Linked DNA regions of Mus musculus: regions 2, 3, 4, 5, 6 and 7 are each linked to region 1. Evidence: chromatin contacts called from public ChIA-PET, Hi-C, HiChIP or PLAC-seq and promoter capture Hi-C data. All regions are on one chromosome and are shown on one strand. The core of a region is the stretch at or near the end of the contact, and the rest is flanking DNA. Distances in the headings are between cores, read along the strand shown. Region 1 holds the start of Tmed10 (transmembrane p24 trafficking protein 10). Region 2 holds the start of Dlst (dihydrolipoamide S-succinyltransferase (E2 component of 2-oxo-glutarate complex)). Region 3 holds the start of Ylpm1 (YLP motif containing 1). Region 4 has its middle 26 kb from the start of Batf. Region 5 holds the start of Flvcr2 (feline leukemia virus subgroup C cellular receptor 2). Region 6 holds the start of Batf (basic leucine zipper transcription factor, ATF-like). Region 7 holds the start of Fcf1 (FCF1 rRNA processing protein).

Region 1 (2,920 bases), core at 390-2,889:
CTCACTATGTAGTTCTGGCTGTCCTGGAACCCAATATGTAGACTAGGCTGGCCTCCATTCAAGGAGCTACATGTGTCTCTGTTTCCCAAGTGCTGGGACTAAAGGTTTGTGCCACTGTGCCAGGCACTAAATATTTCTTTAAATCGATAAATACTATATAGGAATTATTTTCTTAAGGAATATTTAGTTTGATTACTTTATCCCTGATTTAACATAAGATTGCTAAGTCTGTTGACTTATTTTATGGACATGAATTTTACCTGTGTGTTTGCTTTTTGGATTTTCAAGACAGAGTTTCTCTGTGTAGCCCTGGTGGGACTAAAGGTGTGTATTCCCATTGTTTGGTGCTCAGTTTATTGAGCAGAAAGGATGTACCTCAATAAACACATTAGACATAATGATTGTAGTCTCTCTAGCACGTAGTAGGTAATCAAGACTTACTAACGGATGGATGAACAATTCCTATACAAATCAGTTTACTACAAAAGAGCAGGGCAGTGGTGCATGCCTTTAAAACCAGCACTCAGAAGGCAGAGGCAGGTGAATCTCTGTGTGTTCGAGGCCAGCTTGGTCTCTAGAGTTCTAGGAGAGCCAGGGCTACACAAAGAACCCTGTCTCAAAAAACCAAACCACCGGGGCAGTGGTGGCACACGCCTTTAACCCCAATACTTGAGAGGCAGAGGCAGGTGGATTTCTGAGTTTAAGGCCAGCCTCGTCTACAGAGTGAGCTCCAGGGCAGCCAGGGCTATACAGAGAAACCCTATCTCGAAAAACAGAAACAAATAAAACAAAACACACACAAAAGAAAGAAAGAAAAGAAACAAACAAACAAACAAAAAAAATCCAAAGAAACAAACCAAACCAACAACAAAACCAAAAAGACCTATCGGAGGTACAGAACATGCTTTCGAAACACGCCGTTTCTTCCCCTTGACAACACTCATCTGGTAAAATAATATTTTATGCTCATCACTGACTGGACCAAAACAAAAATTTAAATGTTGGTTTGAGTGCAGTTTATCGCAGAAGACTATTGATGTGTCTTAAATAAATAAGTGCGTTGGGAACACCCAACTTGCATTAACTGGATACCTGCCAATCCACATTCACCCGCTGACCTCTACGCACTCTCCTCTGAGTTAGCAACCCACACTCACTAAAAGCCAAATTAAAATTTTCTCTTATGTTTTCCCTCTTCAGTGCTCCACTGTCCCAACACCCTTTGGAGTAAGCGTTAGGACACCGAAATTCCTCTGGTGCCTTAGCCCCGAGTCTACGCAGCTGGTGGGCGGGCTCAGAGAAGGCCTTGTGGCTGTTTCTTATTGGGGGCTGGTTGCTATGGTGTCGTCGATTTTAAAAACTCGCATGAACCGCTTCCGGGGGCTTAAAACAATTACTTCCGAGGCTGCCCATACTTACTATGGCTCACTCGGAAGTATTTCACCACCATTAAAAAATAAAACGTGTACGAAAAACTCCTGGGGACTTCTCTATAGACCCTTAAACTCGTAGTTATGACATACTACCAAATCTTTGCTTCCTCTTAGAAGTTATTTGCTTTACATTCCTTTTCTGTTTAGCCAATCTCCAAAATGGCGCGGACGGCCTCGCCAGGGCAGAGGCGCGTCACGTGGGTGCTCCCGGTTCCGGCGCGCTAGAGGCCCCGGGTGGTGAACGAGGCTCCGGCACCATGTCTGGTTTGTTTGGCCCACTCTCCCGGCCTGGCCCTCTCCCGTCCGCCTGGCTCTTTCTGTTGCTGCTCGGCCCCAGCTCGGTCCTCGGCATCTCCTTCCATCTGCCCGTGAACTCTCGCAAGTGTCTCCGAGAGGAGATCCACAAGGACCTGCTGGTGACGGGCGCCTACGAGATCACCGACCAGTCTGGGGGCGCTGGCGGCCTGCGCACCCACCTCAAGGTGCGGCGGCGGGGCGCGGCGGTGGGCGGCAGGAAGGCAGGCGTAGTCCGGGGAAGGCCGAGGTAGGGGGAGGCCGGCGGGCCGGCGAGCGGGCGGAGGCTGGGGCATGGCCTGGCCTCCCCCCAACCTCATCCCTGAACGCTAAGTCTGCGCGGTGGGGACCGCCCCTTCACCCCGCGCGTTGGGGTTCGCGGGGCGGGGCCGCGCGCCAAAGTCGGGGCCCTTGGAAGGGCAGAGTTCTGCCTTGGCGGACCTAGAGTCCGGAGACCTAGGGCTGTTTCCACTTCGGGCTGTCATCGGGGTTCTGTGTCTTGTGAAGTCTCAGGAATCGAGGAATTAACGTGATTTTCCTGAGCAATGTTTCGAGGATCAATGGGGGGTTGGCATCATAAGATACCTCAACACCTACCGAATAAAGCAGACAATAACGTTGGCTGTGACTGATAAAATGTGTTGTTCATTAGGCACCTGAAGCGTCACTTCCTGTGCCACTTAAAGTTGTGCGTTTAGTTCAAACACTACCCTATGGAACCATGGGCCTCGTTATATAGACTCAGAAACTGAGGCTCAAGTAGGGTGAACAATCGTTGGAGATGGATTTGACCAGCTAAGTGTATTGATGGAAAAGTGCTAAAACCTTCCTTTTGCTTATTTGTGATTCCTGGGATTTATTATTGATCACAAGATGGTCATAGTCTCTAGTCCCTTCTTTTAGTTACACCAGGGTCACCTAGATCCCTGTATGCTGACAGCTACTTTACTTAATGCCATTTGGTCCCAGTTTTCAGTGGAGTTTTGCTTGACTAGATTTTTGAGTTGTTAATAGTGGAGTTGGTTGTGTTCTGAATAGTTGTGTTCATTCACAATAAGCACTAGTTATTTTGTTGTTGTTTCTTTTTAACAGAAGGAAAACGTCACATTCTTAAGCCAAATAGAAACAGTTTATTTAAGTTTTTTTTTTTTTTTTTTTTTAATTTTGGCTGCATGTATGTATGTATACCTGGT
Region 2 (3,147 bases), core at 21-2,520, 260 kb after region 1:
ACTTTGTTTCCAATTCCAAAAGAATGCCACACCTGTTTCCTTCTTCACTGACTTCATGCATTCTACCCCTTTCTTTCTCTCTCTTCTTCTTCTCTTCACTGACTGTCACATCCTGCAAGCCACAACTTTAATGTCACCTATTTAAACCTGTTCTGTCCATGTTTCCAAACACTTAGATGATTGATGATCAGCAATTTACACCATGCCTTTCCCTTACGCCTCAGGCTCCTGGAGGACAAGACTTTTTGCATTGTTGTATTTCTAACGAGCATCTAGCACAGTGCCCTGACAGTGTAAATTCAGTAACCGTGGGCCGCTGGTGTTGCTCAGTGGTTAAGTGCTTGCCTCCCATGCCCTAGCTTCTATCCTCAGCACCACAAAAAGCTGAACAAAACCCAGTAAGGATGCGCCGGGTGAGTACATGACAGCAGTTATACTTAAGGGAGTCTTTTGCTTCGCATCTCTCTGAATTCATTGTCTTTAAATACCATGAGAAGAAACATCAGATTTCCTCCCATGCTGCTCTGCCCACGAGAAGTGCATTTTAGGTGACCGCAAGGGCAGAACTTACCAGGCAGGGAACGTCTCCCTAGAGGGCAGTTCCCCTGTTGAGAAAGAAGACATTATCGACGTCACCCAAAATGAAAAGAGGGGGGAAAAAAACAAACAAACATTTTTTTTAAGGGCACGTTTATCGTGCTGCTGACAGGTAATGACACGTTTATCGTGCTCTTAACTCCGAAAGTAGACGCAAAACACCGAGTCGGCCAAACTCTGTCATCCTCCCCTGAGCCTGCCAGGCGCTAGTTTGGAGACCGCGAAGAGACAGGCCGCGGAATACGGTTGGGGGCCGTGCCTCCTCTCTTAACTCTAAGTCAATGTCGCTGCGGGCGCGGCTCCCAGCCCCGGAGCAAAGGGTTCGGGACAGCGGGAAAACGGCCGGCGCGGGCTGCCTGGGAGAGGACAGGGGCTCCGGGGCTCCGTACACGCGGCTGGGCGGCTCCGCGGGCGTCGGCAGCCACCGCGTCCCGGTGCCCTTGGTGGCCGGCCTGGCCAGCACACAGCGTCCCTGCCCTTCGGCCTGCCCGTCCGCCCACAGCCATGTTCGGCACCCATCGGAGCCCGGGCCCCGCCAGACAGTACCTTCTGGAAGGCAGAAAGCGAGCGGCTGAACGCCCGGGACACGCAGCGTGACCGGGACAGCATCGCGGAGGCAGCGGGATGGAGGGCGGGCGGACACCGGATACAGGGCCCGGCAGCAACCGGAAGTGAGACCGGCCGCGGCACCAGCCAAGCGGCGAGGGGTGTTCGGAGCGAACCACTAACCGTGCTGGGTGCCGGGCGGTGTGAGCCGGGCTCGCATCCTTAGCGGTCCCAGCGCGGGGCATCTGTGGCGCTGTCAAGAGAAGGCCAACTTGGGTTAGTATTCTTCGAGGACAACCATCCGGCCACCGGAGCGCCCCCGGGTTCAAGCCTTCCCTGCCTTTCCTCAGAGCTGGTTCTGTTTGGCGCCGTTTTCTGCTGCCCCCAAACCTAGCCTTTCTGCCTCTGCATTCTAGGAAGAGAGGGAAATGGCTAGGAACTTAGATCTCAGGCCGGTGATTAGGCTTATGTGGACTTGGGCAGGTGGGTCGCGATCCTTTGGAGGGTCCAACGACCCTTTCAGTGGGATCACATATCAGATATCTAGCATACCGGATAATTACATTACAACTCACAACAGTAGCAAATTTACAGTTATGAAGTAGCAACAAAATAATCTTATGGCCCGGGATCACTACAAGAGGAACTGTATTAAAGGACCTGTAAGACTTCACCAACTAGCCCCACTGTGCTTTAGCTCCTGATCTTCTCCCGCCCCTGAGCAAACTCTCCAGCCAAGCTAACTGTGCTCCACCCAGCTTGTGAACTCTGGAAGTTATTTGCTACCCAACTCTGGGAATGTGACATACTAATCTTATGGGGGTTACACTTTTGTTCAATGTCATGCCCCATTGGCAGAGGTTGTAGAAACGCTTGTAGGCTTCCTGCGCCCCCTCCCCCCGCAGCTTTGTGTATACCATTCTGCCCATTGCCTTACATTGAAAGCGCTTGCCACCCTTACCCTGCTTACTTGCTCGCTCTTAAATCCCTAGGCCTTTAACCCTGGCTTCCTAACAGAAATAGTATTCCATGAGCTCAGCTGAATAAATATCAAATTAATGTCTGAATGAATAAATGAACCACGTAGTGCCTTTGATTTTTTTTTTTTGAGTTATTTTGCCTAATTTTCAAAACCTTCACAAAGCCTCTGCTCACCAAACCCTGGATCCAATGGCATTGGAATCTCTGAGCCTTGGGCAGAAGCCCTGATTAGAAAGAGAGACATCATCTGTCCCAGCTGCCCTCACTATTGAGCCTGTAATGCCCTTCATCTGTTTCCTTCAAAGCTTCCTTGTAGCAGGTCTAAGACTCCACTTTCACTCTCTCCACTCCGCCTTCACACCTCTGTCAAAGATCCTTTGTTAGTGTAGAGTTAATCCTGCCACTCCCCTGCTTAAATTCTTCCAGTTGCTACTGCCTGCCTGTCTATACAGCCCAAACTCCTCAGCTAGCCCAAGCACCTAATTATCCGGCTCGTGGCTTCTGAGCTCTCATTTTCACAGATACTGAGCCATAATTCGCTGCTGACCATCTGCCCCGATCCCCACCTCACTCCCGACCCCACCCAATGCACTATTTCATTCCCCATGTTTGCGTCCGCTGTTCCTTCCTATTTATCTAGGGGCTTTTTAATTCCCCTTTAAATCTCTTCCTGAAACCTTTCCTATTCCCCTCTGGCAAAGTGAGCAGGTACTTTATGCTTCCTTCCAAAGTAGTGTGTCTCTGTCACTACAGTGCATCACTACTGTGATGACTTGCTTAGAACTGTCTTGAAGCTGGAGAGATGGCTCAGTGGTTAAGAGCATTCATTGCTCGTCCAGAGGCCCAGAGTTCTCTTCCTGGCACCTGGCACGAGGTGGCTTACAACCACCTTTATCTCCAATTCCAGGGGATCAAACTCCTCTGGCTCCATGGGCCCCTGCACACCCCCCCTCCCAGAACAGACACACAAAATTAAAAAGAATAACAACAAATCTGTCACTTCTATTGACTAATTAGGAGAGA
Region 3 (2,818 bases), core at 228-2,727, 380 kb after region 1:
CAGACAGCTATCTCTGGCCCCTGCATATTTTGCTGGTCCTAAGAAATTAACTGGTCAATATTTACATGTATTTAAACATCAGTCCTTTAAGAATTTTCTTTTATACTGCCTCCCCATGAAAATCTTAGTTTAAAAAAAAATTAAAACAAAGCTCTGTGCAACAATAAATACTGAATGCTGGTCAAAGAAAACTAAGGCATACATTTGAGAAATAAATCTAGTGCCAACCTACTACAACTTCAAGTGCCTAGTCTTATCTTTACTCTTCTTTTGGTAATCTATGGTCAATTTAAAACCTGGCTTTCAGGGCTGACTCTTAGGGGATCTTTGGAGTATGAATGGGCTAGTCGTTGGCTGTTGGAATTACGATAGGCATTAGCTGGTTAAAGCCCAAGACCTGCTCACGTAAAGCCTAAATGAAAGATGTGACACAGTGCTTACCTGTGGAGTCATTGTAGAGGGATCTGGTTCAGGAGCAGCTTGCTTCTGTTCAGCAGTCTTGTTCTTGGCCCCACTCTCCAAAGGCTCTTGCTGGATAGCTGTTTTATTCCCAGAAGGGATGGACGGTGGTGGTGGTAGCTGGGGTTTAGAAGGGCCCTGGGAGGAGCGGGAAGGAGAGGCCTGAGAAGGGGGTAAGTAGGGCTGGGAATGGCTCAAATATGATTGTGAGGAGGACGAGGAAGAATAAGAAGGAGTGGGCGCCAGATAGGACTGGGAAGGTGGAGACTGTGAAGGGGATGGCTGAGCAGGAGGCAGGTAGGGCTGAGCGGAGGAAGGGGGATAGTACGAGGGTGGTGGCTGAGGTGGAGGCATGTACGACTGGGATGGGGGCATGTAGGATCCTGGAGGTACAGGGGGAGATTCAGGAGGGGACTCCAGCTCCATTGGAACCAAACCCGGAGGCCCATCTCGTTGGTGGTGGATCATCTGGTGTTTGTACTGCTGCTGCTTCTGATAACTGAGGGCTGGTCCAGGTGGCGGGGGCATCGGTGGCGGAGGCGGCTGCCAGTCTCCGTAGCCGCCCCCGGGCATCACCGGCGGGGGTGGCAGCGGGGGCGGAGGAAGATGGTGGGGTTGGAGCACGCACTGCATTTGCTTCTGGTGCATCTGCTGCAGCTGCTGGAGCTGCGCCAAGTGTTGCTCTCGGAAGCTCATGAAGCCTGAAGAGGAAGGGGCCGCGGGAGCCGTCGAACTGGAGTACCCGGGCCCCGGCGAGGCCTCGGGAAGCGCCACCGGTGGCGGCGGCGGCGGCACCGGCGGCGGCGGATAGTGGCTGCTCCCGCCATACCGGCCCCAATTCGGATACATATAGGAAACGAAGGCGCGGGGCTCGTCCCGGCGCCGTTACTCGTCGCAACCGACCTCCAGGAGCCGCGGCGGTGACGGCGACAGCCGGAACTCGCGGTGCCTTACAGGCCGCGGAGCGTGTGAACGGAGCGCGCCAGTGCGCCGGCGCTACGGAGCTGGGCCCGCGGTCGGGAAGGCGGGGACCGTGCTGAGGCAACTACGCATGCGCAGTACCATCGAGCGGAGAACAAAGGCCAGATAGAGGGAACCTTGGCGCAGGTACTCGCTGTTGCCGCCTTCCTTCGGGTTCGGAAAATGTAGGCGGTAATAGAATGTTGTCATAGAACCAAGAAAACCATAGAGTCTCACAGCCGAAAGGAGTGATAGAGATCCTAACGCCCTATGGGTTTAGTTTTGAATGGGGGGGTGGGGAGGGGGGAGGAAAGATTCCATTCACAGTAGCAACAAGAACATAAAACAAGTAATAACTCTACTAAGAAAAATCTAGACATTATATGAAGAAAACTGCAGAATCCTACCTGAGAATAAAAATTAAACTTGAACTCACGAAGAGGCTTACCATAGTCCTAAGTAAAAAAGAGGGAGCTTTGTAAAAATGACAGTTCTTCCAAGTTAAACTGATTTAACTCAGTCAACCCACAGCCTGACAGGGGACAATGATAGGAAGAATGAAAAATGGATTCTGGAGAAGGAAAGTGAAAATGGCCCTGATTCTTTCCTACAGGTACTGTAAAAGGAATTGAATTGTTTAGATTGGTTTCCTCCCCACCCACCACCCACCCCACCACCCTTAAAATTTTTTTGCTTTTTCAAGACAGGGTTTTTCTGTATGAACCCCCTGGCTGTCCTGGAACTCGCTTTGTGACCAGGCTGGCCTTGAACTCACAGAGATCTTCCTGCCTCTGCCTTCCAAGTACCATCAAACCCAGGTTTTAACTCGGACGATGTCCCTGTTGGAGAATCCTTAAACCTAAGAAAAGTCAGCCGGGCATGGTGGTGAACGCCTTTAATCCCGCACTCGGGAGGCAGAGGCAGGCAGATTTCTGATTTCGAGGCTAGCCTGGCCTACAAAGTGAGTTCCAGGACAGCCAGTGCTATACAGAGAAACCCTGTCTCGAAAACCCAAAAAAAAAAAAAAAAAAAAAAAAAAAAAAAAACCTAAGAAAAGTCAGAGAAGGGTAACTTAAAAGCTGATTTCCTGAACCCTAGCAGCAAAATATTAAAGACTTCCATTGGTTTGGGTGATTACTGAACATCAGAAGTAGTACACTGAATTCTGGGAAAGGAAGGACAGAAGGAAGGAAAGAAGGAAGGAAGGGGAGAGAAAAACCATGCTTAATTTGAAGACTCTTAACTGTATCAGCATGTCAATTTGAAGATGTGACCTTGCTCTTTTTTCCTAGCAACCAGATCATTACCTGTCTTGGGTAACTATGAGTAGTAGATGCGGGGCTAGGGATTCCTTCTTTCAGTGTCTTATTGAAGCAGCATAGAAATACATAAAATTGCA
Region 4 (2,832 bases), core at 220-2,719, 290 kb before region 1:
CATCTCGGGCATAAACACCTTCAATTTTAAGAAGAGCTGTGTGCTCTCTTTGGTTCCGGAGACCTGGCTTGTAGCCAGCAAAAATGGCCTTGCACCACAGCCTTCCAGACACACTTGCTTTTAGAAGTCCTGTTCCCAGCAGGCCTCCATAGGCGCCAAAATGGCGGAAAGAGACAGAAAGTTTTGTAATAAGAAATAAGTGAATCAGCTGGGCGTTGGTGACGCACGCCTTTGATCCCAGCACTTTGAAGGCAGAGGCAGGCAGATTTCTGAGTTCAAGGCCAGCCTGGTCTACAAAGTGAGTTCCAGAACAGCCAGGGCTATACAGAGAAACCCTGTCTCAAAAAAACAAAAAAACAAATAAACAAACAAAAAATCAAAGTAGGTGAAGAGAGTATACCCATAGCTCAATCATTGGGGAATTGGAAGCCAGCCTAGACTACTAAACAAGGTGCAGTCTGAAAACAATGTGGAAAAAAAAGGAAGGAAGAAAGGAAGAATGGAAGGGGGCTGGTGAGATGGTTCAGCGGGTAAGAGCAGACTGCTCTTCTGAAGGCCCTGAGTTCAAATCCCAGCAACCACATGGTAGCTCACAACCACCCGTAATGAGATATGACTCCCTCTTCTGGCATGGCTGAAGACAGCTACAGTGTACTTATGTATAATATTAAATAAATCTTTGGGCCAGAGCGAGCAGGGCTGACCAGAGTGAGCAAAGGTCCTAAAATTCAATTCCCAACAAGGTTCACAACCATCTGTATATCTACAGTGTACTCTTTACAAAATAAAAGAAAGAAATGAGCCGGGTGTGGTGGCGCATGCCTTTAATCCCAGCACTAGGGAGGCAGAGGCAGGTGGATTTCTGAGTTTGAGGCCAGCCTGGTCTACAAAGTGAGTTCCAGGACAGCTAGGGCTACACAGAGAAACCCTGTCTCGAAAAACAAAACAAAACAAAACAATTAAACTATTATAATTCTATCATCTAGGGAGACATAAATTTAGATACACACATAACTCGAATTTTTATTTTATAAAACTGACATCAGTCACAATATGCAAATTAGTGATCTGCTTATAAAAACACAACACATGCATCCCCATGTATGTATATGTTTTGTGCCTCTGATGGGTGTGCATAAAACAGTCACCCCAGCGTGTTTTACTTGCTCGCCTTGGACCCCTCAAGGCCAGTGCTTACTGTATCCAGGAGCGCAGAAACGGGAGCAAGGAGGTGTGCGCAGTCAGGAACAGTGTTCTCTCGGGCTGTTGGTGCCTCTGGTGGGTCTGTTTCCTGGGGTCTGTACAGAAGGGAGCTGGGAAGCTTTCTATCTGAAAATACTCCACGGTGTGTGCAGGTGTTTGGAGTTCCGTTGAGTTTCATCAAAATGAGTCACTGAAGGTGTGAACGGGCGGCCAGGTTGAAGGAGTTACCACTTCCTGGTCCCATCCGGAGACACCCTGCACCTCAAACAGAAGCAAGCGCCTTTCACATGGGCTACCAGGCAGAGGCAAACTGAGCCTTTCGCTCTCCAAACCACTTCTTTGCTTACCTCCCCCCCCAACCCCCCAAGCAAAGGCTAAGTTCCTCTAGTCAGCGGCTCGCTGTTGGGTGAGCTTCAAGCCAAAAACCCACTGAAAGTTCAGCCACGCCTGAAGGGAACCTTGAATGACAAGCGAGCCGGTACCAGGTGAAGAGGCCCCACCACCTGCATCCAGGAGCCAGGCTGCCTTATTCACACGGAGAGGGGGGGGGTGTGTGCCATGGCCCCAACAGAATTTATTGTCACATGATTCAGAAGGAGGCCTGTCTGGATTTCAGGCCCTTACATCCTGACTTTCTGTTCTCTGGTAGCAGGGCACCAGACCTTAGCATGACTGACTCCATGATGGAAATGCCATTCAGGCTGTAAAACTCATTGTGAACACACCATCACCTGCCAAAACTAAAACAAAGGCCTAACCCATCAAAGTCCACGGCTCTGGGAAAGTCTCAGAATGTAACTAACCTTACTTTTTAGTTTCTGTAGTTCCACTTCTGGCGAACTGCTCTTGTTAGCTGAAGTATGTCAACCCAAAACATGGGGTTTGTGCTTTAAAAGCCCATCCCAAGAAAGGCTCAGGGCTACACTGGGATCCCGAAAACCCAGTGTTGTCACTGGCTGGCTAATAAAGACTTTCTTTCTTTCTTTTTTCTTTTTCTTTTTTTTTCCCCAGAAACAATGGTGACTTAATCGCTAGGCACAACAACTAGAATCCTAATCTTGTAAGCCATATTCAATCTAAATCTTCTGGTGGCAAATCCGGGTGGATTTACCATATAAATTGGGGGATACTAGTAGCTACATCTTGCCTCTCGATATCCCTGTCCAAAAAGCCTAATAAAGACTTTCTATTGACTTAAATTTGTGTTGGAGCAGTCCTCTCTGGTGACTACCTGACAATGACATGAACTGGTCTAAATGGAGTCAAAGTAAAGATACAGAGAAGTTAATTAGGAAATATCAACTATGCAGTTCAGTGGGAGCAAGAGGAAGGAAGCCAAGAAAGATGATAGCCTTTAGGGCCACAGATGGGAAGATCACCAGGAACTACCACAGTCCCATGACACATAATATATTGTTTTGTTTTGTGGCATGGTCCTATGAAACCCAAGCTGTCTTGGAACTCACAATGTAGCTGAGGATATCCTTAAATTCCTTCAGTGAACAGAGCTAGGAAAAGGCAGAGGCAGGCGGATTTCTGAGTTCGAGGCCAGCCTGGTCTACAAAGTGAGTTCCAGGACAGCCAGGGCTATACAGAGAAACCCTGCCTCGAAAAAACAAAACAAAACAA
Region 5 (3,088 bases), core at 69-2,568, 370 kb before region 1:
CTAGGAAAAACTGTGGATGAAAGAAAAAGTCCTTTGTTTGTGACCCCCGCCCCATTAATCTTCAATGTCACTGACAGTCACAATCACCCAACTACACTGTCAGTCCACACCCAACCACAAAGCCACCCAAGAGTCATAAAGTCTGTGAACCAGAAAACTACAGCTTCTCTCATCGTCAGGTACCCTCTAACATACTCAGCCCCATCATGGTGAGATGCTCTCTCTCTTTGGAACAGCCGTCCACACACACACCCGCCCTCTACTCACCTGATTGCCAAACACAGCCACGGAGCAGGCTGTTGAAACCTCATCAGCTCCAAACCAGACCGAAGCAATGCGTGAGGGCATGCCCAGAATGAAGACCTGTGCCACAGAGCAGATGACCTGACCCACCATTGTGACCGGGAAGAGGTGAGGCTCTAGGCTGCCCAGCTTTACCCAGGCTCCCAGGCAATTGAGAGCTGAGCCGGTGATAGCGATGGTTCGAAGACCAAATTTCTCCAGCATCCAGGCCACGGGCAGGAGCAGAGGGATGTAGGTCAGCATGTAGCACATGGACAGCCAATCAATGGCAAAGGCACTGACACCGTAGAAGTTCATGAAGATGTTATTGATGGAGCCGTACTGAATCCACTGGAAGGCATTGCACAAGGAGTAGCAACTGAACACCAGGACCACGACCCAACGACGCTTGCTCACCTTGATCACGCTGTCTTCTCTAACCAAGCTACTATGATGGGTCAAACCGCTGGGTTGAGCCAAGGTACTGGGGAGTGCTGAACTGCTGGGACGGACAGAGACGCTGGGGTCGATGGAGACACTAGGATGGATGGAGACACTGGGGTGGCCTGAGACGCTGGGGTGGCCTGAGACGCTGGGGTGGCCTGAGACGCTGGGATGGATGGAGCCGCTGGGCTGGGTGGAGTAGCTGGTGTCCATCTGGAATTCCGACTCTGGCGCAGGTCTGTCATTGCTCTCCTCCTGGTTGAGACTTTCATTCACCATGACCACAACGAGCTCCTGAATCCCAGGCACGTACTGACTCCTACAGTCTTATGGGTCAGCAGCCTTTTGCCTGTCCCCCTAGAGCTGAGGCAACACTTCTCCGGGAGCGCACCTCTGTTAGCGGAGAAATCGAGATCTCAGGTTCCTACGATCACTCCCTAGCAAACTGTTGTCCCCCAAGTTGGCCGCAGACGCCTTGCCACGCGTTCCAGGCTGTCCAGATGAAGCGTTGACCGTCCTGGAAAAAGTTTGACTCCTGAACAGCGAACTGTGGCAGGGCGAGCTCGGTTTGCTCCCGGGCAGGCTGGGGCCTCGCCCCCTCGGGCGCACGTGACCGCCCCGCCCCCCGGCCTGCCCGGCTCCCCACGCCCCTCAACCCCTCCCACCCAGGATCCCCTGCCTCCTTGAGCGGGGCTCGCAAGGCGCCGCTCTTGTTTCGCCATAGGTTGGGGTGTACATTCCTCTCCGACGTCCCCGGTGTCATGGAAACCGCCCGGTTAGCCCCCACCCCTACACTTTCCCTAAATTCACTTGTCCCCCCCACTCCCAGAGGTCTTCGTTGGTAAATGAGGACTTCGCCTCACGCCCTTCCGAGGTCAGAGTCTTCTCGGGGCCAGCGGGCGTGCACCGAGGCTCGGAGTCCCTAAACTGCTCAGGGGGATCCGAGAGAGATCCCTACCTTCCTCTCTTTTGCTGGGCTCTCCAGGTGACAGTTCAGTGTGCCTGGTGAAAGGAATGCTTGCTTTTCTCAGAGACCTCCCAGCCGACAAAGACTTATTTTGGTGAACTCGTATATGAACTTGTTTAGTGTCTGACGGGTCCCTGAGGTCTCCCACTAGGGAACCCCGCGAGCCAAGCATAGCCTGGAGGGAAAGTTGTGGAACCAAGTCTCTGCGCAGGCTCTGGGAGTGAGGCAACGAAGTGACTCATACAGCCTCGTAGCCCTCCGCTGCCACCTACCGATCCCCTGAGCGTCACCTCTTAGCCTGGAAGCAAGGCTTTCAGAGAAGGAATGCTGGCTTGCGCTGGTCCCTACAACTCCATGGGTTCACAGTGATAAAGAACCCAAAATTTAGGTTGGATTCCGGTTTAGCGACTTAGGCGTGTAACAATAGGTCACTGAACACCACTTCTGAGCTCCCGTTTCTTTTGCAAAATGTAGATGGTGAAATAATGGCCCTTAGAAAAATCCAGCCAGGCGTGGTGGCACACACCTTTAATCCCAGCACTCGGGAGGCAGAGGCAGGTGGATTTCTGAGTTCGAGGCCAGCCTGGTCTACAGAGTGAGTTCCAGGACAGCCAGGGCTATACAGAGAAACCCTGTCTCGAAAAAAAAAAAAAAAAAAAAAAGAAAAATCCCTGGCTGATAATTCGTTCAACAAATGTTTCCTATCCTGCCAAAAGGCTAGCATTTGTTGCCACGGGGTAAATGTGCTTCATGGGTGAGCATGCCGGGCATTCTATAATGTAGTTACTATTGCTTGCCCTGGGTGTGTGTGTCTGTATGTGTGCATGTGTATGGTGTATGTGCAGGCACTCAAGGCTTTGAAAACATCGAGCTGTAAGCTCTCGGCCTTCTTGCCTCGTGCTATAGACAAGAAAACAAGCCTTTTAGAACTCAGTTAACTAAGGTCCCAGCTGGCCTGAAAAGTCATACTTCCCATCATTCAAGCTACCACACAGTTACATAAGAGCAGTCTGAGCTGCAGCCTGGGTGGCTCCTGGAAACCTGGTGGTGTTTTTGTTTTGCCTTTTTTGTCTGTTTTGGCTTGGTCTTTTTGAGACAGGGTTGCTCAGGGTAACCTTGAATTCCACACCCTCTCAATCCTAAATGGTGAGTTTACAGGTGTATATCACCATGCCCGCCCCCCTGCCAAGCTTGTTTCAAGGGAAGATTCCCAGATCCCCAGGTTCAGCCCAGAACTCCTGAATTAGAACATTTGAACAGAATCTCCAGGTGATTCATGTGTGTTCACACGTTGAATCTTGAGGGACACTGCTTCCTTGTCCTCCCCGACCCCCCCCCCCTTTTAAAGCTCTGCAGTGGTGTTTACAACTTGAGTCTGCACATTAGAATCAAGAA
Region 6 (3,114 bases), core at 329-2,828, 310 kb before region 1:
CCCTGTCACCTACCTCCACTGGCCTGAGGGGCAAAGACCCTTGGGTCAGGTTCTGATTCCCTTCCCTCTTTACTCAAACTTTCCAGGTCATTCTAGCAAACGGACATTGGGTTAGAGAGGGCAAGGATATATTCTTCCTTTAATGTGCTAAGGGACTAGGTTGCCATGGAAGCTGTGAGTAATTTCCTTCTTAAGAAGAGACTGGGGTACCATCTTCCAGGCAGTCTGAGTTGCTCTGATACCATCGTGAGCGAGGGACTATCTCCCTCTTGAGGTCTTCACCAGTATGGCTTTTGGTGAGGGCTTGTGACAGATGTGGGAGCCGGTGGTCAGGTAGTTTACGTTTATTTTGTTTGTAGCGTTTTGCAGCCCCCTGGATGTGTGTGAGCCAAACACTCTACCTCTGAGCCCCTCCCAATATGTGTGCTAAGGAAAGAATATAGTTTTTAAGATGAGATGTAAAAAAGTTTAATCCGTGGGTCTATGTTGGATGAGGAGGAGAAATGTCTAGAACAAGGGGCATCAGGAACGTGGTAGAGAGACCCAGAAACCACAAGGTGAGAAAGGCATCCCATCGGAGGCATCTTTCAGTCTGAGACATTTCGGCTTGGTATCAGTCAAGAGTCTAAGAGTCTCAGAATCTTTCCCTCCATCCCTGGTTTTTCAGGGATGATATTAGCTACTAGTGAAAGTCTCTGACACGCCTCCTGGACCATGGCCTTCTTTCTTCTATCTGGAAGCCACATGGGGGGTGGGGGGGAAAGATACAGGTTGTAGCTTTAGCCTCCCTTCCCACGGACTGCTGGAGTTACCGAGGCAATCCGCAGGCAGATCTTGCCACTCTTCTCCTCCTGTCTACCTTGCTTTGATTTGCTATATTTCTCTTCCCTGACCTCGGTTCTGTCTTGCCACTTGCTTGGTTTTTTCCTGGAAAGCTACAACTCTAGGATTTGGGTGGAGCCCGAAGCAGCGATCTACTGGAACATTCCTCTGCTTATGGTTGACCATACTTCTAAGCTCTGTGATATTCACCCTGCCCCCAGCTTCCTAGAAAGTTTCACGGTGGGAACCTAAGTGGCAGAGACGAGGGGTACCTCTTGGAAAGAGAGGCTTTTGTGGCGGGATGCGAAGCTTCAGCCCTTGGACCTCTGTATAGCAAACACCACACGGTCCAGAGTCTGCTAGAGAGTTCCTGCCACGAGCTACTTCCTTCCCCAGACAGAGCTCCCTGGGCAGGACAAGGGAGCCTACCCCTCTTCTACCACCCCAGGAAAATCAGAAGGCAAGGCATGCGGGGCGTGGGGGAGGGGGACGAAGGGGGTACCTGTTTGCCAGGGGGAGGAGAGCGGCTGAAGCTGGAGTCACTGCTGTCGGAGCTGTGAGGCATGGTTCTAATCTTCCGGGCTCTCCCACACCGTCCCAGATGCCTCTGGGCGATCTTCTCACTAGCTGGCTCCCCTTCTTGACTGCTAGGGGGCCACCAGCACACCACCTTCCACAGGTACCTCCCCTGCTTGCCCAACAGCAACCTCTGACAGACCCCTGCGTCCTCCTCTCTCTCGGGTGCAGAGGGACTGCTCCCCACAGGGACATCTCGCTGCTTTGGGGCTTGCGCACAGGCCCTCTCTTGTGGTTTCTGGTAATTCAAGCTGGAAGTCACATGGGCGGAAACGTCAACAAGTTAGAAAGAAGGTAGAGAGAAAATACACATCTGGGAAAAGACCACAGAATTAGGTGAAAGAAAAAAAAATACACAAACCCCCAGTATCTTCCGGCAGGCAGTTTGAAAGGCAGAGCGAGCGCTCTTCAATTGATGAAGATAAAGAAGAAAAACAGCCACACAGGGAAAATCCCCGGCCAGAATTAGCAAGTTCTCTGCTGTCAACATGGCAGAGAGCAGCAGGAAAGAGCCTCCAGGTCACAGGCCTTGATTTTTAAATCTAAATACAGTCAGCGACAAGCCTGAGGACCCTTTCTGGGTTTCACCCGAAAGCAACTGCCCATCCTGTTTTATGACCGGCCTTCCTCCTTCACCTATAGGACAGTTCGGTGGGCTGGGGACAAAAAGAAAGGAGGGCACTGCCTTTTACAGATGACCAAGCAAGACGTTGGGGCTAGCTGAGAGTCTCGGGGAGTCTCTGGAATCGATGCTAAAGAAGTTTATTATCTATCCCCTGTCCTCTTAGCAAGACACTTTCATTCTCCCTAGAGAAAGGATACCTACCTTCTGTGGAGGGGCTCCTTCAGGAGTTCAAGGTTGACCTTGAGTCTTCAGAAGTCAGTGACGTCATAACCCAACAAGGAGAGAACGTCAAAATGAGGGACAGAGGCTCTGGACTTGGAGTCAGATCGATATGATGAGAATCCAGTGACTCCCTATCCCTACTCCCCCCCCCCCCAGCCTCCCACCACACACACACACCTAAAACCTGCCCCACCTACTACCTTTCAGGGCTACTGCAATGAGGGATGACAATTTGAATAGGAATGTCCCCCACTCTGTAAAGCATGCTGTGGAGTGGCGGTGTTTGGCATGTGTCCCATGACACGAACACGCTTGTCGCTTTAGTGAACAGTCCCATTCTCATCCCAGTGTTTTGGCTATTTTTTTTTAAAGTTTGGGGACTGGAAAGATGCTCAGCAGTTAGGAACACTGGCTGCTCGTCCAGAGGACTTGGGATCTAGTCCTAACATCCAGACAGTGGCCCAATCATCTGTTACTCCAGTTCCAGGGGTCCTCTTCCTGACTCCTCGGGTACCAGGAAATGGACACGGGGCACATACATATGTGCAGGCAAGACACGCACACATATTAAAATAAAAGCTCTTACTCTATTCCCAGTGTGGCTCAAATGCTCACCTCGATTAATCTGAGGGCTGACAATATGTTATGGCTCCTAAAGCATTTTTGTATCCACTGATTACAATTCTGCCTGACGACAATATTGTTCTAAGGACAAACCTATCAAAATAATAATAATAACAATAATAACAATAACAATAATAATAATAATAATAATAAAAGTCAATCCTTGTAGAATTTGTATTTAGTGGTGAGAGCAGACAGGTAAAACAACTGAGCTGACATAATACATCAGGGAGTGTCAAGTGTCA
Region 7 (2,713 bases), core at 6-2,505, 400 kb after region 1:
AGCTGAGAATAATAATTCTGAAGGTTCTAATGACCACTCTCTTGTTCCGAAAATCTTAAACACGAAGAAGCCCAGTCTTCATTAAATTAACTGTTTACCCAGTCCTTACCGATACAGAGAAACTGGTTGAGTGTTCTTTATTTATTTTTATTTTTTTTTTTTAAAAGATTTATTTATTTATTATATGTAAGTACACTGTAGCTGTCTTCAGACACACCAGAAGAGGGAGTCAGATCTCGTTACGGATGGTTGTGAGCCACCATGTGGTTGCTGGGATTTGAACTCTGGACCTTCGGAAGAGCAGTCAGGTGCTCTTACCCACTGAGCCATCTCACCAGCCCCTTGAGTGTTCTTTATAATGGGAATATCATACTAGCATGTTCGAAGGTTCTGAATTCTTTTTTTGTTTGTTTGTTTGTTTTTTTTTCGAAACAGGGTTTCTCTGTATAGTCCTGGCTGTCCTGGAACTCACTCTGTAGACCAGGCTTCGAACTCAAAAATCCGCCTGCCTCTGCCTCCCGAGTGCTGGGATTAAAGGCGTGTGCCACCACCGCCCGGCAAGGTTCTGAATTCTTACAACTTATAAAATGGGACTATCTTGGACTTTTCCCATCGTCCTTTTTAAACTTGGGTGGCAGGACCTGAAGACAGCCATGGTATGACCTCCTCACCGGCTTTCCCACAACGATACCATGCCCTGCCCCACCGAATGTGTGACTATAATTCCATGCAACACAGACCTAAGACATTATAAGCAAAACAAAAAAACATCAAATGTTTCTACTTAGCCCATCGTGACTTCTGCAGTTTAAGAAACCAGTACATCAGATGTTTCTACTTAGCCCATCGTGACTTCTGTAGTTCTGATCAGTTTAAGAAACCAGTTGGTTCTGACCACTCACAGTCGCTCGTCTCTCAGACTGAGCATTCGCTTCATAGTCGCATATTTCCTTGTTTTCTTTTGCTTCCCCTTGAAACAGAAGTTTTCGAGTTAAAAAGAGCTGAAAACATCTTTTAAAGTTCTCTTCTATTTTTCTTGCCCCTCCCCAAACAGCACTCAGTCCCCCTCCCTACTCCCTTCGAACTAAGGCCAGAATGGAATTAAACAAACAAACAAACAAACAAACAAACAAGGAAGCACCGAGTCTATATCTGGCCAAAGGCTGAGCTCCCGTTTGCTCCCCAAAACTCTCTGACAAAGTTCTCCCACTCCGCTCACCATGTTCACGCCGCACTCCTGTTTCTTCCGGAATCGCTCGCAGCGCGACACTTTACGTCATCCTCACGCTCTTTCCGGCAAAGGCCAACCCGGAGGCGGAAGCTACTTTGGGAAACGTAAAAGCTCCGAGCCGGCTCCTAACGCTGGCGGAGATCGACACTGGAGATTTTTTTGGGGGGCGGGTGGAGGGTAGGATTTGTGCTGGATGAGGCCGCTGCTTCCTCGGACCCCAGAACTAGGACTTGGCCACGTTGCAGCCCCCGTTCGGGTAACGTTTTTCTTCACGCCGCAGCCGGAGGCAGAGCCCAGCCGACCGTAGGCACCAGAATTGCTGAAGGCGAGCGAGAGAAGAGGGGACGAGGGCAGAGGGGTCGGGAATCCTGGGCGTCCCATAGTTTGACAGTACATTCTGGTTTTCCTCTGGCACATCATTTCAGCCTTGGCTCTGTAGTTCAGCCTTGAGGCTCTGGTTATTGATTGGTTTTCCTCGCCGGCTTGGAACTTGTGAGGCTGGGCGTAAGATTCTTCGGAAAGAGAGGAATGTAATAGCGATGGAGGACATCCCCCCCCAATGTTCTCCCTCCGTCTCTGTCTGTCTGCATCTCTCTCTCTCTCTCTCTCTCTCTTCCCGTGTGTGTGTACGAGCACGAGCGTGCAGGTGCATCAGAGCAGAAATTCAGAGCAGAAGCCAGAGGAAGCTGCTTGTCTTTATCTTCCACTTTTTAGAAAACAGTCTGTCTTACCCAACCTGGAAACACCTCCACCTCCGGTTTTTGCTAGATTGACTGACCAAAAAGCCCCAGAGATACTCCCATCCCTGCCCTCCGGTGCTGGAGTGGACAAGCCCACTACTCCCCGGCTTGTTTTCTAACCAGATCCTGGGCAAACCAAACTCAGGGCTTCTTGCTTGGTCAGCAGGTATTTTACTCATTGAGCCAATTATCCCAGTCGCAGTGGCCTTTTTTAGACGATCACAAGAAAAACAGGTGCAGAAGCTTATATGTGCAACTACTTAGCAAGCCTGGAATGTGATGGGGAACAGTGCTCTTCGTTGTGAAGCCTGGTGTGCAGTCCTTAATGGGAGAGGGAGAATATGTGGGAATGAGAAAGCGAAACTGGGCAGTGTTTGGTTTTGTTTTCCGTTTGCTTGTTTGTCTTTGCTTTTAGGATGTATTCTAGTTGTTCTTAGCCATCCGGAGAGAGGTTTCTTTTACCCCTTGAGAGTCTGTGGAAGGCCAGGGACAGCTTTCCTGGAAGTGGATGTGCAGTTTATGAGACTTGTAGGCTATGTGAACTTCATCTTAGTTGACTCTTTTGATACCTTTGTTTTACCGATGTTGAAGCTGTGCCCTAGACGCTCAGAGGTCAGTTTGGTTCGCTTGTGATTTTCTTACTGCATGACACTGACCTAGTGTTACTGGGTTCAGAGGTGTTCGAGGTGTAACAGTGCGAGGCAGTGCATTGGTTATGGGACTCGGGCGTTTGACTGGCTGC

The links. Promoter capture Hi-C pulls out the DNA fragments that hold promoters and counts their contacts. A called contact is a pair of places that touch in the nucleus more often than the background predicts. ChIA-PET counts read pairs in DNA pulled down with a chosen protein or histone mark. HiChIP or PLAC-seq counts read pairs in DNA pulled down with a chosen protein or histone mark.
Region 2: a promoter capture Hi-C map of stem cell-derived epiblast-like cells shows a contact between it and region 1, with 2.6 times the contacts expected there. The contact joins the promoter of Dlst here to the promoter of Tmed10 in region 1. A contact is called at or near these places in 8 of 39 promoter capture datasets (cranial neural crest, embryonic stem cells, frontonasal cranial neural crest and 5 more), 2 of 115 datasets of contacts at active chromatin or transcription factors (extraembryonic endoderm stem cells and pancreatic cancer cells) and 1 of 9 other capture datasets (liver).
Region 3: a FOXA1 HiChIP or PLAC-seq map of pancreatic cancer cells shows a contact between it and region 1. The contact joins the promoter of Ylpm1 here to the promoter of Tmed10 in region 1. A contact is called at or near these places in 1 of 39 promoter capture datasets (pre-B cells), 1 of 115 datasets of contacts at active chromatin or transcription factors (pancreatic cancer cells) and 1 of 9 other capture datasets (adipose tissue).
Region 4: an RNA polymerase II ChIA-PET map of effector CD8 T cells shows a contact between it and region 1, with 19 read pairs. The contact joins the enhancer-like site here to the promoter of Tmed10 in region 1. A contact is called at or near these places in 14 of 39 promoter capture datasets (the 3T3-L1 cell line, the C10 cell line, the HPC-7 cell line and 8 more), 3 of 15 datasets of contacts at CTCF or cohesin (embryonic stem cells, large pre-B cells and pro-B cells), 16 of 484 Hi-C or Micro-C datasets (CD8 T cells, bone marrow-derived macrophages, embryonic stem cells and 3 more), 27 of 115 datasets of contacts at active chromatin or transcription factors (the HPC-7 cell line, the SCID.adh cell line, Th17 cells and 16 more) and 3 of 9 other capture datasets (adipose tissue, bone marrow-derived macrophages and liver).
Region 5: a promoter capture Hi-C map of stem cell-derived epiblast-like cells shows a contact between it and region 1, with 4 times the contacts expected there. The contact joins the promoter of Flvcr2 here to the promoter of Tmed10 in region 1. A contact is called at or near these places in 7 of 39 promoter capture datasets (the 3T3-L1 cell line, 3T3-L1-derived adipocytes, hippocampal neurons and 3 more) and 4 of 115 datasets of contacts at active chromatin or transcription factors (astrocytes, fibro-adipogenic progenitors, forebrain and 1 more).
Region 6: a Hi-C map of B cells shows a contact between it and region 1, with 23 read pairs. The contact joins the promoter of Batf here to the promoter of Tmed10 in region 1. A contact is called at or near these places in 17 of 39 promoter capture datasets (the 3T3-L1 cell line, the C10 cell line, the HPC-7 cell line and 11 more), 2 of 484 Hi-C or Micro-C datasets (B cells and embryonic stem cells), 24 of 115 datasets of contacts at active chromatin or transcription factors (the SCID.adh cell line, acute myeloid leukemia, bone marrow-derived macrophages and 15 more) and 3 of 9 other capture datasets (adipose tissue, liver and macrophages).
Region 7: a contact with region 1 is called in a promoter capture Hi-C map of liver, with 4 times the contacts expected there. The contact joins the promoter of Fcf1 here to the promoter of Tmed10 in region 1. A contact is called at or near these places in 2 of 39 promoter capture datasets (liver and pre-B cells).

What each region holds. Positions count from the first base shown.
Region 1 is chr12:85,373,436-85,376,355 of GRCm38.p6, reverse strand. It overlaps Tmed10 (transmembrane p24 trafficking protein 10), which reads left to right and starts at 1,639. Exons shown (of 5, transcript NM_026775.4): 1 at 1,639-1,915. The coding sequence starts at 1,691.
Region 2 is chr12:85,108,956-85,112,102 of GRCm38.p6, reverse strand. It overlaps Dlst (dihydrolipoamide S-succinyltransferase (E2 component of 2-oxo-glutarate complex)), which reads right to left and starts at 1,270. Exons shown (of 15, transcript NM_030225.4): 1 at 1,144-1,270; 2 at 572-605. The coding sequence starts at 1,206. It also overlaps a transcript of Prox2 not described here.
Region 3 is chr12:84,994,980-84,997,797 of GRCm38.p6, reverse strand. It overlaps Ylpm1 (YLP motif containing 1), which reads right to left and starts at 1,477. Exons shown (of 21, transcript NM_178363.4): 1 at 442-1,477. The coding sequence starts at 1,308.
Region 4 is chr12:85,659,723-85,662,554 of GRCm38.p6, reverse strand. It overlaps the pseudogene Gm33312. Among named protein-coding and RNA genes, the nearest start is that of Batf, 26 kb to the left of the region's middle. Within about 2 kb of position 1,469, at least 40 of the 459 cell types and tissues checked have an H3K27ac peak or open chromatin away from gene starts, as enhancers often do. A contact at or near this core is called in CD8 T cells, the SCID.adh cell line, effector CD8 T cells and 1 more, where this site is marked.
Region 5 is chr12:85,744,769-85,747,856 of GRCm38.p6, reverse strand. It overlaps Flvcr2 (feline leukemia virus subgroup C cellular receptor 2), which reads right to left and starts at 1,318. Exons shown (of 10, transcript NM_145447.2): 1 at 268-1,318. The coding sequence starts at 1,005.
Region 6 is chr12:85,685,184-85,688,297 of GRCm38.p6, reverse strand. Batf (basic leucine zipper transcription factor, ATF-like) reads right to left here and starts at 1,578. Exons shown (of 3, transcript NM_016767.2): 1 at 1,325-1,578. The coding sequence starts at 1,387.
Region 7 is chr12:84,969,472-84,972,184 of GRCm38.p6, reverse strand. Fcf1 (FCF1 rRNA processing protein) reads right to left here and starts at 1,255. Exons shown (of 8, transcript NM_028632.2): 1 at 1,220-1,255; 2 at 903-970. The coding sequence starts at 1,222. It overlaps Arel1 (apoptosis resistant E3 ubiquitin protein ligase 1), which reads left to right and starts at 1,336. Exons shown (of 20, transcript NM_178065.5): 1 at 1,336-1,556.